2 separate regions of the Mus musculus genome follow, and region 1 is linked to region 2. A link is a contact called in public Hi-C data. All regions are on one chromosome and are shown on one strand. Each heading gives the region's core, a stretch centred on a gene start, on an enhancer-like site or on the middle of the called end of the contact. The rest is flanking DNA. Distances are from core to core; before and after follow the strand shown. Region 1 holds the start of Wnt11 (wingless-type MMTV integration site family, member 11). Region 2 overlaps Gm33720 (a long non-coding RNA gene).

Region 1 (3,635 bases), core at 635-3,134, 69 kb after region 2:
TCCTGGACCTTCTTAGGTAGGACGAGAATAATATCAGTACCCAGAGACCAAGGTGCCTTTTAAGCAACGCGCCGGGGTGACGGAAGGAGAAGTCTAGGGCCTCTGGAGCTGCTGGGAAGAGCAGGGAATAGCTGGAGGCCTGGGTCCCCGACCGACTGCTGTGCGGTTTGGGCCACCCTTCCTCTCACTGGGAGTCGTATATTGATACCCCGGTGTAAGTCCTTGAGATTCCTTCTGCGACTTAGCGATCCCTTCCCACTTAGAAACTCTGGGTGCCTTCGGGGATCCCACACTTTAAGTGGGAACAAAGAGACAATGACTGGTGTTTTGAGGCCCCCCCCCTCCTCTGCGATCTGATCCTGCAGACATTTTTCTGATTTGGGGGAAGTGTGCAAACTTCCAACAGGGAGGGAAAGATCTGGATACGGAAGAGGTAAGAGGAAGATTCGGACTGCACCAAAAATCCCGTTGAGACCCCAGCTTGGAGTCGTGTTTGTGCCAAGCATTTCAGACTTGGGGGACTCTGTGAAGGGGGGGGGGTAATTCAAGGTTTTCTGCTTGAATTCCTCTGGATTCTGCCAGAAGGCCCCAGAAAACTATGACGTTTCAAACGTGTGTGTGTGTGTGTGTGTGTGTGTGTGTGTGTGTTCAAGCCTGTACATTTGAAACACACAGGCGTGCATAGGCTACACAGGTATGTATAATAATAGCGGATACAGAGAGAAGATCAGACGAAGATCAGAAAGCTGGAGTCCAGGTCTTTGCTTTTTAATAAAAGGGAAAACTTAGGCTGGGGTGGTTGAGGAATTGCCCAAACTCACAGAGCCAGATGAGAACCGCTCTTCCCTGTTCCAGAGACCCCCCCCCCCCCAAGTCTGGCACCTCCTTCCTCAGACTCTGTAGACCCTTTTGGAAGGAATCCCTTTGTCCTTGCTGCTCCAGAGAGGAGAGGGGCTGTGTATGACTCGGGGCGAATGCCAGGTGTTGGTAAATTTGGGAGAAGCCTGGAAGGGAGTTAATGAGGTGAGAATGATGAGAAGGGAGTCAAGCCTCAGAAAGCAGCTCCGCAGGCTGCAAGCGGGCGGGGTGGCGGCTCCTCCGCGGCCCTAGCTCGCCGCCTGGCGGTCCCAGAATCAACCTCTTGCAGGCCTGGAGCTTCCCTGCTCTGCTAGGGAGCTTTGGCGCTGCCTCGTCCGGACCGAGGCACTGAAGTGGCAAGTCTGAAGTAGCTCTTCAGGCGCTGGAGATGCCTCAGTGTGTAAAGAGCACCCACCTCCACCCCATTTTTGCAGTTTCCCCTTCCCTTACTGGAAAGTAGGTGCCCAGAAATAGCACCGTCTTCTGTGTTCTCCCTGCCCTTAGCTTACCCGGCACAGGTAGACAAAATAGCTCAACAGCCCAGCACCAGACGGGTGCTCACTAACTGAACAGCCTAACAACTAACTGAACAGATGTTTCCACATCTCTGGGCCTCGGTTTCCTCATCTGAGATGGATGGAGTGACAATACCCATCACAGGTCTGAGAGGAGTAAAGATGGCTGGCTACACTGGGAGACTGTTCTCTGTAAAAGGAGAATTCTGCTCAGATCACCCCATTCGCAGATGAATAAACTGTAGACTCATTAAAGCTGCAATAACTAATAATCGATATCGTGGATTAGTATAGGAGCCTAAATCATATTCCGGATCAGTTCCTCTCCTTGCGGTCGCTACGTCAGTTGGTTTTCGCGCTGCTGCTGGTGGTGGGGTCTCCTCCTTGCGGTCCTCTCCAGACTCTCTGCTGGGTCTCCCGAGAACCTCCTATCTGCTTCACCCTGTCCTTCCTGGGCCGCTCAACCCTGATCTGCCCTGGGCGACACGCCCTCGGCCGCGCTAGGGTCTCACCTAATCCGAGCCTGACGCCGGCGGGTCTCGGGCGGTTCGGGGAGAGAGCGGACTCCTTCCTCGCTCAGCCTCCCCGGCCCGACCCCTCCTTTGTAATTTGAATAAAACGCCTCCCAGCCCGCGCGCCGCCTTAACCCGCCGCCCTGTTCTCCGTGATTGCAGGCGGCGTGCGCGCAGGAACAGCAGCGGTGGCCTGCAGGCGGCGGAGTTCGGTGCGGCTCCTGCAGGGTGCGACCCCCGGGAGCGCCGGGCGCGCGCGACGATGAGGGCGCGGCCGCAGGTCTGCGAGGCTCTGCTCTTTGCCTTGGCGCTCCACACCGGCGTGTGCTATGGCATCAAGTGGCTGTAAGTAGGACTCCGTTTTCACTCCAATGGGCCATTGGGCGAGAAGCTGGAGAGGTTGGGTGAGCCCACCAAAATCTGCGAGGCTAAGTTGGCTTGGGCGTCGTGGGCGAGCCGTTCTTAGCTCGGCGACTTCTTCTGTGATATGCTGTTCTTACCCTCCGCGGGCTTGCGAAGTGGGTGAGCGGATTTTCTCATCCAGGCCAGGGTTGCTCAAAGGCCAGTGAGGGACTAGGGAAACATCCTCTCCAAGTGGCACAACTCAGAGAGAGTCTGCTCAGTTCAGGACACAGGGTCCAGTTCGGGATCATGGCCTGTCAGCCTCCAGGAGGTCTGCTAAGAGAGTTTTGACCCCTTCCACCTGGGGACCTTGGGGGAAGTGTCACCTTCTGGGGCCTCCGAGTACTCGGTCTGTCAGAAGGATAGTTAGTACCGGCTCCTTGGGATCTGATTGGAGACTCCCTAAAGAGCTGCTGAAGGTCCGAAGCTAAGGGATGTCCTGGAAGGATAAATGGTCGCTGGGGGCAATTTTCCTGGTTTCCTCGTGCAGTGCTAGTTCCTCCTGTGGTGGCTGCCGTAGGCAGTGTGAAAGGAGTGGGATATGGGGAAAGGCAGCCCCTTCCTGAAGGATCTGTCCCTGGGCTGGGAGAGATAAGCCCGGGCTGTAAATAACTTTCCAGGGGTTGTAAGAGTGGAGGCTCCGGGGCTCGGAGGAGGGCAGCCTGGTTGGGTCACCCATGAGGGTTACAGAGATTTTCTAGAGGCTGCCACTTTTGGCTGCACAAGTGAGGAGTTTGGCAGGTAGGAGATATGGAGGACACTCTCAGAGTACAGTGCCCGGAGTGGGAGAGTCAAGAACAGGAATGTGTCTGCCTTGCTCAGGTCATGGTTAGGGAGCCTGCAGATCAAACAAGGGATTGATAGATTATGGGCACTGAAGAGGGTCGGTCCAGGAATTCGCTTTGAAGAAGGAATTACTGCAACACACTGAACCTCTGGAAAACTGGAGGTTCCTGGTCCAGCCTTTTCTGGTGCTGAGTTCTTGATTAAATAATTCGGGAGGGAAATCCCATCTTCTTGTACTTCTGGTTTACAAGAAAGGGGGTCTGTCCTGGGCCAGGCTCCTTCGAACCTCCTCCTGCTGCTGTCAGGCACTCTTGCTTATTGGGCTGGGCACAAGTCAGTGAGAGAAGCCCCTTCAGCCATTGCTTTACAGACCAGGGGATGAGGTGAAGAGAAGGAAGGGGTTGCTGAGAGCTACAGGGGCCTTCATGGCCTAGCACCAAGCTTGGGTGACTTGTTTTGTTTATAGAGTCCTGGGGACACAACTCTCATCTCTCTTTATCTGCCCTACAAAGGGCGTCCTGAGGTTCTAAGGATTCATGTGACACACACAGTCCCAAGCTGG
Region 2 (3,342 bases), core at 436-2,935:
CTGAGAGGACGTCGTGGGATAAACTGAGGGGAGAGGAGACCCAAACTGCTTTCATCACCTTAGGGACCCCACAGATCAAAGCTGGTAGGGGAGGGAAGGTCATTGCATCCCCCTGGGAGGCTGGAACAGGTGGTCCCAGGCTCAGGACAGCTGCCCTAAGGCACCCTCTATTACCACCCTCTATTCCATCACCCATCCCTTCTGCTTAACAGTGAAGCTAGATGTCTGTCCCAGGCAAAAAGGGGCTGAAGTTGGGGGCTCCAGAGCTGGTGTATGTGGGTATGTGGGTGATTACTAGACAGCCACGTGCCACGTGGGTGGCACACCTAGACGTCTCTGTGGGTCTGAGTTTGGACCACTCTAACGTGATTCCACAGAAGTAGTTGACCCTGTGTATTTGTTGTTGTTTGGTCGGTTTTGCTGTTGTGTGGCTTTTGTTTTGTTTTGTGTTGTTTTGTTTTGGAGTTGTGCTTGTTTGATTTGGATGTTTTGAGAGAGGGTCTCAGTATGCCGCCCTGGCTAGCCTGTAACTCCCTATGTAGACCAGGCTGGCTTCAACTTTGCAGCATCCCTCCTGCCTCTGCCTCCAGAGTAGAGAGTACAGGCGCATGCCACAGCACTTAGTACCAATGGACATTTTCCTGGATACTGACTAGAAGTCCTAGGTCAAGGCACAAGCAGATGCATGACCACTGAAGGCCTCCTGCTGGCTCAAACACAGCCATTTGCAGTGTGTCACGTGATGGAAAACAGAAAGGAAACAGGCATTCCCATTTCTTATTTTTATTTTTTTACATGTATTTGTGTGTGTGTGTGTGTGTGTGTGTGTGTGTGTGTGTGTGTGTGTGTGTGTGTTTAGGGAAGATGGGTCAGAATGCCATGGCAGGCATGTGGAGGTCAGAGGACATCTCTCAGAAGAATTCAGATTATCAGGCTTGACAGACAGCACCCTTACCCAATGAGCCCTCTCCTGGGCCCAAACGTCTCTTCCTAAAGGGGCACTAATTTCATCACGAGGGCTCCACCCATGACATTAATAATCACTTCCAAAAGCTCCGCCTTCGATCACATTGGTGATTACATGGACCACCAAGTGACTTCAGGGAGATGCAGTCCTACAGTCAATAACAGTGGAGTATCTTTCCAGCTCGCCTAACCTTACACCACCTGAGAGGCAAGTGCTGGCACCATCCTCTGTGGCAGAGGGGACTAGAAGCAGCCCAGTGGCCCACAAAGTCAAGAGTAGCACCTAGGGGCCCAGAGGGCAAAGCTTATGGTTTGCTCATGACCACACTCAGCTGTCTCCACCTTCCTCCACAGAGTAGGAACTGAAGTCCCAAGAGGGCAACTGCTATATGGAACTGCCCAGCCTGTCTGCTGAAGAGCCTGGCCCAAGTCCAGGTGAGTGGAGCCGAATCCCCCTATTGAGGCCTGGCCTGGCCAAGGCATCCAGAAACACAGGCCCTCTTCAGGGCCAGCTGGAAGAGCTTCAGAGGCCCTGAGCTGGGAGAGGTGGGAGAGGCAGGTAGCTTGGCCCTTCCTCAGGGACAGATCCCAGCTCCACTGCCTCTCTGAAGGAGACTGGGCAGAGGTGGGGGCTCCAGCCTCCCTGGAATGGAATGTGCATTGTCCCCAGAACTTGGATTAGGAGTGTGATCTGGGGAAGGGCTGAGAACAATGGGGACCCAGGGGAACTGTTTCTCAGATAGACAGGGCAGGGCAGAGAGGGGCAGGCTGGGTAAGGCCCTGCCTGAGTGCAGGTGATTCATTGAGACCACAGAATAAATGAGAGCCCCCCCCCCCCTTTTCTCCACAGAACCCAGGCACCAAACCCAGGAGGATGCTGGGACATCAGAGGACGTCTGGAGCTCCTTCCCTCATAATTGGAACTGCCCAGAAGCCATATGGGAAGAGCTTCGGGGAAATTATGACACCATTTCACAGACAGACACACTGAGGCCCAGGGGCATGGGTTTATCACAGTCAGTCCACAAGCTAGGGTTTTTGCTATAAACTCTAAGAAAATTGTCCTTGAGCTTCCATTTTGAGTCCTTTCTTAAATTACTAAGGAAACTAAGAAGCTCAAAGGGCGTCCTGATTCCCCCTGTAAAACATACCCCTATTTTAGCATTTAGAATTCCTTCTGGTCAAAAGACTAGAGTATCTGGCTTAGGTGGATACGGAACATTTCAGTTAGGCCAAGTCCTTCAATTTAGCCAAGGGACCACCCCTGAGAAGGGGGTGGGGTGGGGCCGGGGGGGGGGCTCACCTTAAGCTATGCTAAAGAGATAGATGGAATAACTAGTTCTTTAATGAGATAGGTACCTTTGCTACCACAACCCAAGCCACCATTAGTGTAGTAGCCAAGGGGCTATAGCTGTTGGATATTCAAACCACTCAAGTGTGAGGAAAGGGTTTCCCTGCTGTGGACTCCCTTTGTAAATGTTAATATACTTTGTAAACTTTGTATCCTTTGTAAAGGTTGCAAATCCTCAAAGCAGGAAAGTGGCTAGCACCCTCCCCCACCCCCAACCGGAGGAGCTCCAGCAGCCAGGCCCCTCCCATAGGCAACCACTCCTGGGCTCTGAGACACAGGAGCCGAGGAGCCACCCACCTCTGAGGTGGGGCAGTGTTCCAGTACACCCTAGACCCTCCAATAAATCTCTTTTTATGAAATTTGCTGCCTGGTGTGACTCTCTTGTCAGAAGAAGACAAGAAACAATGAGGCAAAGAAGGGAAGGAGGAAGAGAAGTCGCTGAGCTGAGCGGAGCTGAGGCTCCTAAGCGTCTCAGCTCAGCTGGGGGCAGCAGCGCCTCTGCTGAGGAAACTTCCTCTCAGAGCTCTGTGGTTCCTGGGCTTCTGAGTCCCAGGACACCGTCCATGTAAGCAGAAACAACAGCCATATAGCATCTATGTCTGCCCATTTTCCGAATCATTCAGAAAAGTGTAACTTCTCTTCTCCTTTCCACCTCTTTTCTAAGCATTGTTTCTTTTTAGGCTTTCCCTCCAACATTTCTGCCTTCCTTCCTCTTTGTTTAAAGCCTCTCTGCCACCATGGGGCTGCCTGTCTGCCATGTATCTGACCTCCCTACCAGCTTACGTCGTGTGGCCTTTTCTCTTCCCCTCTCCATTCCTACCCTCTGGGCAGTTGTGGGGGGTTACAGCTTGCCAGCCATGGGGTTTTTGCTATAAACTCTAAGAAAATTGTCCTTGATCTTCCATTTTGAGTCCTTAATTGAGTTCTTAAATTACTAAATTAGGAAACTAACTTCTCTCCTGATTTCCCCTGTTTCATCTTGTTCTTGTCCCACGGATCTCCTCTTTGGACACTCTTCCCTCAAC

Evidence for each region. A called contact is a pair of places that touch in the nucleus more often than the background predicts.
Region 1: a contact with region 2 is called in a Hi-C map of bone marrow-derived macrophages, with 59 read pairs. The contact joins the promoter of Wnt11 here to the enhancer-like site in region 2. A contact is called at or near these places in 18 of 39 promoter capture datasets (the 3T3-L1 cell line, the C10 cell line, the HPC-7 cell line and 12 more), 2 of 15 datasets of contacts at CTCF or cohesin (embryonic stem cells and pro-B cells), 44 of 484 Hi-C or Micro-C datasets (B cells, the BV-2 cell line, the C2C12 cell line and 30 more), 25 of 115 datasets of contacts at active chromatin or transcription factors (Th17 cells, bone marrow-derived dendritic cells, bone marrow-derived macrophages and 14 more) and 3 of 9 other capture datasets (adipose tissue, liver and pancreatic islet).

What each region holds. Positions count from the first base shown.
Region 1 is chr7:98,836,961-98,840,595 of GRCm38.p6, forward strand. Wnt11 (wingless-type MMTV integration site family, member 11) reads left to right here and starts at 1,885. Exons shown (of 5, transcript NM_009519.2): 1 at 1,885-2,230. The coding sequence starts at 2,148.
Region 2 is chr7:98,767,911-98,771,252 of GRCm38.p6, forward strand. Gm33720 (a long non-coding RNA gene) reads left to right here. Exons shown (of 3, transcript XR_378355.1): 2 at 1,321-1,401; 3 at 1,817-1,931. Among named protein-coding and RNA genes, the nearest start is that of Gm33720, 6.6 kb to the left of the region's middle. Within about 2 kb of position 1,686, at least 67 of the 459 cell types and tissues checked have an H3K27ac peak or open chromatin away from gene starts, as enhancers often do. A contact at or near this core is called in CD8 T cells, the HPC-7 cell line, Th17 cells and 9 more, where this site is marked.